Linked DNA regions of Sus scrofa: region 1 is linked to region 2. Evidence: chromatin contacts called from public HiChIP or PLAC-seq data. All regions are on one chromosome and are shown on one strand. Each heading gives the region's core, a stretch centred on a gene start, on an enhancer-like site or on the middle of the called end of the contact. The rest is flanking DNA. Distances are from core to core; before and after follow the strand shown.

The links. HiChIP or PLAC-seq counts read pairs in DNA pulled down with a chosen protein or histone mark.
Region 1: a contact with region 2 is called in an H3K27ac HiChIP or PLAC-seq map of alveolar macrophages. The contact joins the promoter of SERGEF here to the enhancer-like site in region 2. A contact is called at or near these places in 1 of 5 promoter capture datasets (liver), 12 of 47 Hi-C or Micro-C datasets (alveolar macrophages, brain, embryonic fibroblasts and 6 more) and 1 of 2 datasets of contacts at active chromatin or transcription factors (alveolar macrophages).

Annotation. Positions count from the first base shown.
Region 1 is chr2:41,110,320-41,116,896 of Sscrofa11.1, reverse strand. SERGEF (secretion-regulating guanine nucleotide exchange factor) reads right to left here and starts at 2,723. Exons shown (of 12, transcript XR_301734.3): 1 at 2,621-2,723.
Region 2 is chr2:40,920,778-40,927,140 of Sscrofa11.1, reverse strand. It overlaps HPS5 (HPS5, biogenesis of lysosomal organelles complex 2 subunit 2), which reads right to left. Exons shown (of 25, transcript NM_001098603.2): 11 at 5,629-5,787; 12 at 4,998-5,093; 13 at 4,908-4,995; 14 at 4,103-4,226; 15 at 2,963-2,972; 16 at 2,824-2,960; 17 at 1,521-1,598; 18 at 460-1,040. Among named protein-coding and RNA genes, the nearest start is that of HPS5, 17 kb to the right of the region's middle. Within about 2 kb of position 2,855, at least 20 of the 83 cell types and tissues checked have an H3K27ac peak or open chromatin away from gene starts, as enhancers often do. A contact at or near this core is called in alveolar macrophages and liver, where this site is marked.

The sequences.
Region 1 (6,577 bases), core at 1,474-3,973, 190 kb before region 2:
TATTAGCTACCAACTACTGACTGTTTCTCTGTGTGCTGGGCATTCACCTTTAATTCTCACAATAGAAAAGAGGGCATTATTATTCTCATTCCACAGATGAAGAAACTAAGGCTCAGAGAGGTTAAGTAACTTTCCATGGTCACACAGCTAAGTAGGCCACAAGTTGAATGCCCCACTCCTTTCATTATACCATATTGTGTCTCTAAGAATAAAGAAAAAAGGGATATCTGGTGAACCAGCCTAGGGCTTACCTAGCAGGAAGCTAACTGTACACATCTATCTAAAATAACACCCCATCACTTTATGCCTTTTATCCGCTTTACTTTTCTTCAAAGCACTCTCTGACATTGCATTATGTTTACTTGTTCACGATCTACCTCTCCTACTAAAAAGTAAAGTCCATGAGGGCAGGAACTTTGGTTGGCTCAATGCTATTTTCCTTGCATCTGAAACAATGCTGGCCCAGAGAACGTGTGCATATAATTTACAGTGAATGAATATAAGACCCCATGAGTCCCTACCTAAGAAAAATCGCATGAAAGACACACACAGTGTGAAATGAGAGCATGTACACAGGATTTCTCTGTTAGCCATGAGATCTCCATGGCTGCCCCATCACCAGGACTACAGGCTGCTGAAAAGAGTGATACACCAGCATCATGGGATTCAAATTATAGCACCAAATTTTTGTAATGCCGCAAGAGGCCCTAAATCCATTATAAAGCAAAACAAAATTTAACACAACCTATTACAGCTGTATTTGCCTCCTTTTCTTACAAAAACCCCAGACATCACACACACACACACACACACACACACACCCGCCAAAAGGGCAAATCATCTTGTTATGAATAGAATTGTGTTCTGCTGAAATTCATTTGTTGAAATTCTTACCCAACCTCCAGTGCCTCCAAATGTGACTCTATCTGAAGACAGGGTGTTTAAAAAGGTAGTTCAGGTTCAACAAGGTCATAAGAGTGGGTCCCTAATCCAATATGACTGGAATCCTTACAAGAAGAAAAACAGGGTTGCTCCCACCCACAGAAAAAGCCACCTGAGGACACAGCAAGCAGCAGGCCATCTATAAGCTAAAGAGACAGGCCCCAGATGAAATTAAACCTGCTGATACCTTGATCTTGGACTTCTACCCTCCAGAACTGTGAAAAAAATAAATTTTCATTGTTTAAGCCTCTCAGTCTGTGATATTTTATTATGGCAGCCCTAGCAAACTAATACACCCCTCCGCACAGATAATGCAATGCAACAGGAAGAACACACCATCAAGCCTCCAAGCACAGCAATGAGGTTGGGTTCAACAATATTTTTGCCTCAGTACTGACAAGGCCATATGGGAAAGGCTTTTTCTATCAGACATTTCCTCTGTCCACAGAGACCCCAATGTCTGTCTTGCAAAAAGCACCCACCCCAGGCATGTATTCAATCCCCAATTCCACCCCAGCTCAAATGCTACCGCAGAGACACAGAGACAGCCAGACTACCTCAGGTCACATCATGCTCTCCTTTCTGCCAGTGTGCAGACGTCTTACAGTTAATAAATGTTGCCTGGTACTGATAATCACCATGCTGTGATTACTCAATACATACAGGTTTTAACAGCAATAAAAATTTTATTCTCCCCCTCTCTCCCCCAACCCCCAACAGGATAGCTGAAGTCTTTCACACTTGAGTTTTTCCCAAAAACCAGCACCTAGCTTGGCACACAACAGGTACTCATTGATTCATTCATTAGCCAACAAGTATGTACTGAGCACCTTACAATGTGCCAGGCACAGGCAGCCGCTATTCAAGACAGGCACAGTACCCACCCTCATGACACTTAACGTTCTAACCAAGGAGACGGACATTAACAAGTTACACATTTCATTACAATCATAGGCTATGAAGAATTACAAGACACTACCTCTGCTTGTTCCTGCATCTGCTCAAATGCCAGCCACACATTGCTGTGCACACACTCTCTCTCTCCCAGCCACCATACATACAGATAACCCTGTCTCTCAGCGCTCCCTTCAAACCAACACCAGCGCGGACTCCCACCCCTCAAGGCAGACAAGATCCAGTCACAGGCGAATATCAGCAACTATGCAGGGTCTCTGCCTTGTGCACGGCCCATCACCGCAGGCCTCACACCAAAGGATGCTCCGACCAGGCTGGGGTGGGGCTGGGGAAAGGCCTATATTCTCCCAGCAGTGCGGAGGGGTGGGGGGAGCACAGGTGGCCCCACGGGGCTCCAGGACTGGACGAGCCTCCCTCCACAGAGCCCTGCGCTCCGTCTTTCCCGGCGCTACCCGGGCCTGAAGTCTGTCGCGGAACCAGACGCACCGTCCCGGAGGCGCCGCAGCCCCTCCGGTAGGGACCCCACCAGCCAGAAGCCCCTAAGTCACCCGGGTGAAGACTCTTCCTCTCCCTCCCACCCCCGCTCCGCACAGCCCCGCACTGCCCTCTCTTCCTCAGCCCCCAGCCCAGGATCCTCCAACGCAGAGCCCTGCTCGGACCTCGGCCGCGGGGCCCCAGTACCGCCCACGCCGCAGCCGGGAGCTCCCAGCGTCCGGGCGCCCCTCAGTCCCAGCGGCCCGGGCCCGAAGGCGGAGTCACGTACCCAGGCGAAGAGCGCGGTCGCAGGTGGGGCGGCCTCCGAGGCGCTCGGCTCGCGCTCCATGCGGGAATGCTCCGCGGGCGCTTCCGGGAGGGGCTGGCGCGTGGGCGGGGCTCCCAGGAGGAGGGGCTGGCGCGGGGGAGGGATTGGTGACGAGGGGTGTGGGTCAAGTCTGGGAGGGGTCTGCGGTAGGGAGGTGTCGGCGCGGAGGCGGGGCTCTTCGGGGAGCGGGCGGCACAGGGGTAGGGGCAGGGGGCTGGGGGCAGCGGCAGGGGCAGGGGTGTGCTCCCAGAGGAGGGGCCGGCGCGGGGGAGGGAAAGGGGTGACTGGGGGTGAGAGACCTGCAAGGGGAAGGGTCGGTGGTTTTGAGAAGTCGGTGTAGGGGAGGGGGCGGGGGGCACCACGCGCTTTTGCCGCCAATAACCCGGAGCCGGCTGGAGCCGAGCAGCGGCCCCTGGAGCCGCCTCCCAGTCACCAGCCGGGGCGCGCTCGGAGCGTCTCCGCCCCCGGCCTCCTGTCTCGCCAGGCGCTCTGCCTCTTCTTCCCTCCGCTCACACTCTTTATTTTTAGTAATAATTCTATACGAGTGCACTACGCTCAACAGTTCGCAAAGCTCCTTCGGGTTTTTATCTCCTTAGATCCCACGACAGCGCAGAGTGGCTGACAGGACTGGGATTGCATCATCATCTGATGGGGAAGAAATTAAGCCTGGGAGGGGGTGGAAAGTGTCCTGACCCAGTGTCTTAGGCTTGCTTTGGTGTGCAGTTTGCAAAATCAGACGGAGCTTCCTGATGGGCGAGTGTAGGGTCAAATCGTTGGTGTCGCCCTCAGCGCCTGGCCCTGAGCAAGAACTCACACCCCAGACACCCAAAAAGAAGGCTGGTTCGATTCCTGCCAGAGCAGCCTTCTAACCCTCAGAGCTCCCAGCATGGTCCTGGCCCGAATTCTGATAATAAAGGTGATAACGTAGATAATAACTGGATAATTTTCACCCAACAAAGATTTTCATATAAAATGGCTTTTATCATACACCCTCATACACTGCTGGTGGCAAATAAGTACAATTTTCCTGAAGGAAAATGTGACAATACCAGGATAGATATTTGGATAGATATTTAGCTAGTGATTCCACTTCTGTTCATTTACCACAAGAAAAAAAATTGGAACTATGCGCAAACTCTTAGACTGCACTTTATTCATTATGGGGTTACATATAATAGTAAAGAATTTAGAAACCACCTGAAAGTCAAAAAACAAGTTGATTAAATTGTATAGCCATGCAATTGAATAATAGACTACCATTAAAAAAAATGTTCTGGAAGAGAGCAAATAAGGGAAATGTTCATGATTAAAGTAAATATTATACCAATTTTACACACACACACACACACACACTGGGTGGTGGATTAGAGGTGATTTTTATTTACTTTTTTGTACATAACCCACATATTCCAAGACACACACTGTCTTGTGGGAACAAATGAGGTCACATTAAAGACGATAATCTATATTCACCCCTTAGCCTGGGAAGCCTTGGGAAGTGTCTCTAACTCCACTCATTGCTTGGTGTTTCTGTCTATGACCGCTTGAGGGCAGCATCTCACCTTTGCCCTTCCAGCCTGTGGCATCTTGAGAGCCTAGCCAACCACGCTTAAAAAAAAAAAAAAAAAAAAAAAACCCACAAACTTCATAGAAAGCCAAAGCAGCTCTTCATTCTCAAGAAAACGCAATGTGCAAAAGCTATACTGTGTTTTCTAAGTGTTTTATAACAGTGGCCTTTTTTATTCTGACCATTCCTGTTAAGCATGTTTAATAGGATTAAAATAGGACCCTTCCCGTCTCCACTTTGCCTAAGACCGTAAGGTATTAAATGCCAATTACTCCTACATAAAAAGAGAGGTACAAGACCACCAAAGCAGAACTTGTAAAGGAGGTGTCTAGAAACCAGTGTACAACTTCCTGGCCATGAAAGAGATTAGAGAGACTGAGCAAGAAGAGGATCCGTGGGTTAGTTGTGAATATGCTATGAGCCCTGCCCATCTCGTTTCTAAGGAAAGGCGTTTGTCAGCAAAGCCACTAAGAGAGCTTGGTATGTATCCCTCCAGACCAGAGGCAGGTAGGTTGCTGTCCAATTTATGCTGAGAAATGTCCAATGGCTTTTAGCCAGATAACTGCTCTGAGCAAAGAGAGACTGATGCTTTGGAGATGTCTTTCATTGAGTTCTTCAAAACAAAGATTATCTGAGTATCTCCCATGTGAATGTTTCCTATGCATGAGCATATTGGCCAGGGGATGGTCTTAGACCCAGCCGATGGGAATTTCCAGAGGGGTGAAGTGACACTCACAGGAGAATTGACTACTAGGTTCCTAGAATCTGAAGGAGATGAATTCAATAGCCCAGTCAGAGAGGGACATTTACCCACATCAAGAGATCCCCAAAAATAAGTGAGCAGATCTTTCAAAACACCCACAGTGAATGAGTCAGCATTAAATACTTACCAAGTACAGAAAACACATACGCCAGCTCACAGTGGTATCAGACCAAAAAGAACTTCCTATTCCTTACCTCTCTGCCCCACTACCATTCCCAAACCCTGGAGAAGCCAGAGACATCCTGGTGAGGGGAAGGAAGAGCAAGAAAAGAAACACAAAGCACACCTCTTCCTTCCTCAGTTTTAGAGGAGAAGAAAAACTTTAACCTTAAAATGTAATATTTTGGGAGTTCCTGTTGTGGCTCAGCAGTTACAAACCCAACTAGTATCCATGAGGACAGATTCCACGTTGCTATGGCTGTGGTGTAGGCTGGCAGCTAGTGTAGGCCGGCAGCTAGTGTAGGCCGGAAGCTGCAGCTCCAATTCAACCCCTAGCCTGGGAACTTCCATATGCCGTGGGTGCGGCCCTAAAAAGAAAAAAAAAAAAAAACAAAAAAGAGTGATATTTTGAACTTTTACACCGGACTGGAATTTTTAATACTGAAATGAGAGAGCGATTAGAAGCTTAGGATTTAGAATGAGCAGAAAACTCAAGACAGGGACCTGAAATTTTATCCAAAGGAGCAAGAAGGAACTACCCAGAGTCAGTTTTACTATTGGGGGTGGGGGGGTCTGGGAGAATACAGTTATTTTCTGATTTCATCTCTTGAATACACATGCATCAATACTTTTGCTAACTTCAGTTATATTATTGTGTTATATCCTTTAATACAATTTCTTGGAACTGTTGAGATGTTACAACTGTTTCAACCATGTACATGCCTTTTACCAGCTCTTCCCTTAGCTTGGTTGAGTTGCAATTCTTGAATGGAGCTAGATTTAAATGACTTGATGCTATATCACTTTTAGGTGACTTATCTCCCCATAAGAGGAAAATAGAAAGTATTTTAAGCCATACAGATTATTATAGCTCTATATCATAAATATACCATACAAGTCAGGACATTTTTTCTATTAGATTATTTCATTTGATCCTCTCAATATTACTTATATGCTACGCATTGTTGAAATCATTATTTTATAGATGAGAAAACTGAGGCTCAAAGAAGTTAAAATGATTTATTCCAAGGTCAGTTTTCTGCTCTTAATGTAGGCAGGTTAGCTAGCTACAGACCAGTTCTCTCATCAAAAATAGTTTTAAAAGCTGGGGGGAAATATTTTAAAAATCTGTTTCAAGTCATTGGAAAGCTATCAAAACAGCCAGAACTTGGAGGGCCAAGATCTAAAAGCTGAGAGATTATATTTGGCACTACTTTTCTGCTTGAAGAATTTGCTAATTAGCAAGCAGTGACTTGGAGGCCAAGAAACTGGGCTGAAATCAGCAACTGAGAAGCTGAGAAACTGAACCGTTCTTTTAGCGATTTTATGGGGCTGGTGGGAATGAGAGTAAAGGAAGAGAGAATGTTAGGAGTCCAGGGTCCCCAAGAAGGCCTGGTACTCACCCATAGCTTTCCTCTGGGATCCCTAA
Region 2 (6,363 bases), core at 1,606-4,105:
TCAGCAGTAACAAATCTGACAAGGATCCATGACGATGCAGGTTGATCCCTGGCCAGGATCCTGCCTTGCTGTGGAGGTTGCATATGTGGCTCAGATCCCATGTTGCTGTGGCTGTGTGGAGGTTGGCAGCTGTAGCTCCAATTAGACCCCTAGCCTGGGAACTTCCATATGCTACAGGTGTGACACTAAAAAGCAAAAAATAAATAAATAAATACATTTTTTTTAAAAAAACCAAGATGTTGATGTTTCCTTGTGGTGCCTCAGATTAAGGATGCATCATTGTCACTGCACCAACCCAGGCTGCTGCTGCGGCATGGGTTCAGTCCTGGGCCTGGAAACTTCCACATGCGGCAGCCACAGCAAAGAAAGAAAGAAGGAAGAAAGGAAGAAAGCAAGCAAGCCAAGTTCTTACTGTCCTCTACACTAATTTCAATCTTTGGTAAGGCAATCTGATAATACCTTTCAATCCTTCAATAAAAGTATCCCAAACACAAGGACTGTTAGCATAACTCAGCTTGATGCTCTCCTTTGCTCTTTTCAAATCCAGGAGAAAAAAGTACTTCTTTAGGAACTGACAAGCCAGAATTTCAGAAGAACTCTGTTGTAAAGTGTGGTCCACATGTTCACTTGCACTTTTGATCTCAGAATTCAATACACTCAATTCCAAACACAACGTTATCAATTCAGCCAGCTCCTTCTGAAGACCATCTGGTATAAGGCATGGAGAACATACTTGAAAAAGGTCATCAACCAAGGGCTCCCTCAGACTATTTGCAGATTCACATGCTGTTTGATCAACACTTTCTTCATGGCCTAAGGAGTCCCTTTTTTCTTCTTCATATTCTTCATCTAATATTCCCTTTTTTGACTCATCAAGCAACAGCATATCCTGGTTTGAGTTCACAGAGGAGTTGTCAGTATCGGAAACACCTGAAAAGTCCTTCATGGCAAATGTTTTTTCTAACTGTGAAAGCCACTCCTGTAAAACCATTCTCAGGGACTTTGGTTCAAACAAAACCAGTGGGTCCTGTAGCTTTGTCCTACACAAGAGAGACAAGAATGAAATTTACATATCATGTGTGGTTTTTTTTGCAAAAAAATTTTTTTGTCTTTTCAGGGTGGCATCCATGGCATATGGAGGTTCCCAGGCTAGGGGTCAAATCAGAGCTACAGCTGCTGGTCTACACCACAGCCACAGCAACGATGGATCTGAGTTGCATCTGTGACCTACACCACAGCTCACGGTAACACCGGATCTTTAACCCACTGAGCAAGGGCCAGAGATCTAACCCACACCTTCATGGTACTAGTCGGGTTCGTTACCACTGAGCCACGACGGGAACTCCCCTATTTTCAATTCTTTACCAAGCAAGACAACACAGAGAACATTAATTTTGTACTAATTCTCAAATTTCAATTCCAAATGAAACTACCTCTGCCCCATACTATCTCAGGACCACTTTTGGAAATCTCAAGTCATTCCCATTCACCGTAAAACTTTCTCATTCATAAATACTCACATTGCTTCTGCTGTTGCTATTTTGAGCTCTTGGAATTTGTCTTCCTCTGGAGGCTGACTGACTACTTCTTCTTTTCCCCTAGAAAATTGTGAAAAGAGTTAGAGGGGATTAGAGCTTCCTTAGGCCAATATCCCTAAGTGTCCACTAAATGGTAGGTATTGTACTTAATGTAGCATGAGGCAAACAGATGAATACAAAAAAAGGTTCATGACCTCAAGATAAATTCAAGTCAGAGTCAGAAAGAAAGGCAAGAAAACAATTGTAACATAAAAGGGAATAAAACAATGTTAACGAACAGCACAAGCACTGTGCTCTAAAGCACAGAACAAAGGAATAATGACTCTGACTAGGCAATCAAGAGAAGCTTTCCGGAGGAAGTGGATTTGCATTAGGAAAAATTGGGGTGGGAGGAAATACAGCAAGTGGGGAAAAGGAAAAGCATGAAGGAAAGTAGTGAGGTGTACACACCCAGTTCTCAGACAGGACTGGAATTTAGAGCACTTACAGGATGTGGTTGGAAATGAGGCGGGAAGGGTGGGTCAAGTCAGACTGAGGCTGCCTTAAATGCCACAGCACTATCAGTACTTCTCTCTCTCTCGCTCACATACTCTCTCTCTCTCTCTCTCACACACTCACACACACACACACACACACACACACACAGATTCACTAAGTTACTCAAAGGATAACACACTTTTCTTTCATCTGGCCCTGGGTGGGTCTATCTCAATGCTGGGTGAGTGCTGAGCTTGCTTGCCTCCAATGCCCAGATCCCCAGAACTATGAGAAAAGGCAGAGACCAGAGTGATAGCCTTCTCACTGTGCCAGACCAAGGGCTCTGCTATACAACTCCACTACATAAGGACTATGCCACCAGCATATCACAGGAAGGTACATGACGACATCAATGCTAACACTCTCATTTTACAGACCAGAGAGCATTAGTCACAAAGTCACATGCTAGTCAGAAGTAGATCCAGGAACAAGGCCTAGATCCATGGTCATCCTACTCTTACTCCCATACTCCTCTAACATCCCAAAAGTTTGAAGAGATCTGGAGGTGAGGGAGGTTGTTCAGAGGAAAGATGGAAGAGATGTAAATTAAAATTCTGTCTCCATAGACTTACTGTGAATTGATATAATTTTCCATCACTTACTTTGTGGTGTTTACAATTTTCATAAGCTACACAAATAATCTACAATGAACAGGGTCATATATGTGCCTTTTTCCAAAAGACATGTTTATGGCTCTCTTCAAATGACAGCTGACTCCTCTAGAATTCACACAAATCTCTATGCTTACTCAGTGACTTCCTCCTCTGGGCAAGTGACTGAACTCATGTCCTCTTCACATGACTGCTCATCACCCCTGGCTTCTGGTCTCACTTTCAGATCAGGACTTGTATGAAGGGTGCCAATCTTTTCAGTAGTTTTACGCACAAGCTAGAAACACTGGAAGTCAAATACCAACAAACAAATAAGAAAAAAAAAAAAACCTCATTACTGCCAAGAATGAAAATCTCAGTACCTAAGTTCTCTATATTCCTGTTAGTCCTGAAGGTAGCTTGGACTTACTAAAAATGAAAGACCCTATAGCAACTTCCTAATCAGGTACATATTTCACATCAGGCCTGTGTAAAATCTGTAATACAATGAGGATTCACTTCATTTACTAACCTACTTTAATCAGTCCTAAAGAAAAGGTCCTTAACTCCAGCTGAGCTTGCAATGTTCTGTCCACTTAGGCTAAGGAAGTCACATAATTACCTGCCCCACCCTAGCCAAAGAATTTCCTCAAGTTGTCACAATATAACCTTTTTCTTTTCTTTTTTTTTTTTTTTTGTCTTTTTTTGCCTTTTCTAGTGCGGCTCCCATGGCATATGGAGGGTCCCAGGCTAGGGGTCGAATCGGGCTGTAGCCACCAGCCTAAGCCAGAGCCATAGCAACTCAGGATCCAAGCCGCATCTGCAACCTACACCACAGCTCATAGCAACACTGGATCCTTAAACCACTGAGTGAGGCCAGGGATGGAACCCACAACCTCATGGTTCCTAGTTGGATTCGTTAGCCACTGCGCCACGACAGAAACTCCAATATAAACTTCTTAAAAAACAAATTTTATATCCAGAAAGACTCAAATTTAACAGTTAAATAGCTGCACAAAGTCTTCTCTTTCAAAGTCAAATGTCCATCCTGAGCCCATGGAAAAATCAATGGAAGGACTTCTGAAGAGTCTCCAATTCTCAGCCCAAATTGAGAAATGATTAAATAATGGCCGGTATGTGTTAACTGGTCTTATCAGAGATGAAGAAAAAACAGACTTTTAAACTTTTGCTTAGTCTGGGGGTGGGGAACACATTTTTAACAACTCAAATATTCATGTACTCAAACAAAGAGGAAAACTAAACTTCCCAAGATTGAAATAAGAAACAACAGCTTCATAACAAGCTCTATGAGGAATAATCTAGAGACTTTCTTTTTCCTCATTCAAAATAGCTTTCCATCCTCAGTGCAAAACCACCTAATATGACATCTGAGGTAAAATGAGAAATGGGATTAAATGACAGAACTAATTCGTTTACCTTTCCTTGACAGCCTGAAGAGACACAAGAGGAGATGGAGAACGAAATGATAATGGAATGCCGAAGGGGAGAAAAGTTTCATTCTTTTCTGTCTCAGACGTCACTGGACCATGAGAAACATTGTCTGATGAATGGAACAGGGAAGAGAAATAAAATCTCCTCACATGAAGAGTTTTTTAATCTTTAAAGAAATCCCGAAATGAATAAAGCAAAGGAAATGAAGCATTCAATACTAAAATCACAAGGGACCAAACCCAAATGAGTGGAGCACAGGCTTACAAGATGCATGGGATGGTCCACATTATAAAACACTGCGACAGGTACCTTCATTCCTCCTACTAACTCTGAATCCCCATAAGTCACAAAAGAAGTTTAGAGTCTCTATTACTCTCTTCTCAATAGTTCGGTCACAGGAATACTGAACATTGAAAAGTGACGGCGATGACACCCAAAACTGTAGTAATTTTTCACTCCTAACGGAAAATAATTTGGTTAGTCAGGATAAAATCGGCCCACTCTTTTGGTTAATGATTTCCCTTCTTAACCTTTCCAGCACTCTGATGCTTGATCAAAATTAGGTACTTTACCAATGTCAGCCTAAACATGGGGTGGGGGGAGACCCAACTAAACATAAGCCCATTCTTCCAGTGGTGAATAGATCAACAGGGCTGGATGGAAAGACTATCAACTTAGGAGAATGATTAACACCTGACAGAAAACTCCATGCATGAGATAATCTTAGCAAAAGGAAGTCACAGCAAATAACTGTTTCACATCCGCAACCAATGAAAGACACATTCATCACCTTCATTTGCATGTGAGCCGAAACACTGATCTGGTTGGTCCTCTTCTTGATGTGTGGTGAATTCTTTAAGTCTCTCATCTTCTGAGAGGTTTGGCTGTGAAGGGAACAGGAGTCTTCATCAGACTGACTGCCTCTTCTACTGCTAATGATACGATAAATACCAGAGTCCAAGATGCTGAAACTTTCCTAAAAAGAAAAAGAATTAAAACTCCAAGTAAAACTTTTGTAATACGGTATAGCTTTTTAAGGGAAAAGCCAACACGAACAGTAGTAAGTCAAAAACATAATTATGGCTTATTAAAACAAACTGGTGAGCAAAGACTAGGTGCCCGGCAGCTGGGTCCAGTCATATGTTCGTGGCTGGTCTCCATAAAGTCTGGCAGTGAGAATGGGGATTAAATGAGACAATCTTGAGTTGCACTGAGACAGAAGCTAGCATGATGCATCTAAACCACGTATTAGGAGCAACTTAAGTTGTGCTGGAGGCTTTGTGAGGTACATTTTTGAACAGAATATAATGCAGTTCTAAGACACACCTAAATGAAGGCTTCACAGGGCTGCCCAAAAGCTGAAAGAAAGGCCCTCTTGACATTCCCCAACTCCACCAATATACAACATGGAAAGGAAGCTAAGTTTTGGGATCTTAGAGGTAAGTGAGCACAACCTAATAAGAAAAAATCATACTGTAAAGTAAATCTCTTTTAAAAGTGAAAATACCTACATGTGATGAAATGGAGCTTCTTCTACTGCTACAAGCTGAATCCAAAGGTTCAAATTTTAAGATCAGATCTTCCAGTTGAGAAATCAGATCACCATAGGTTGCTGAGTCCAGCTGAGATTTCAAATGTTCCAGTTTATCTATAGTCAAACTTTTTCTTCCCTAATAAAAGGACAAGTAGAAACCCAATGGAAGAGCTTAACAAGGCTTAACAAGGAGTCCTCAGTGGTGCAGTAGGTTAAGGATCTTGTGTTGTCAATGCAGCATGTGGGGTGGCTCAGGTCACTGATATGGTGTGGGTTCGATTCCTGGCCCAGGAACTTCCACATGCACAGATACAGCCAAAAAAAAAAAAAAAAAGGTTTATTAACAAGCTAGTAAATGATGAGTTTCCACTGTGGGAGTGGTTTAAGGATCCGACTGCAGCAGCTCAGGTCACTGCCGAAGTGCAGGTTCAATCCCAGGCACAGCACAGTGGGTTAAGGATCCGGTGCTGATGCAGCTGCAGCCTAGATTCTATCCCTGGCTTAGGAACGTCCATATGCCATGGGTATAGCCAAAAAAAATAAGAATTTTCTTAGGAATTAAGAATTAAGAGTTACTGTACACAATAATTTCATTTAAATTTATTGAAATTCAAATACATTTGTACATAAATTTGAATTTTTTTTTTTAAATGCAAAGTACACCCTCTTCTCACCCTTATTCCCCACTTCAGATTTATCTGTCATGCTTTCT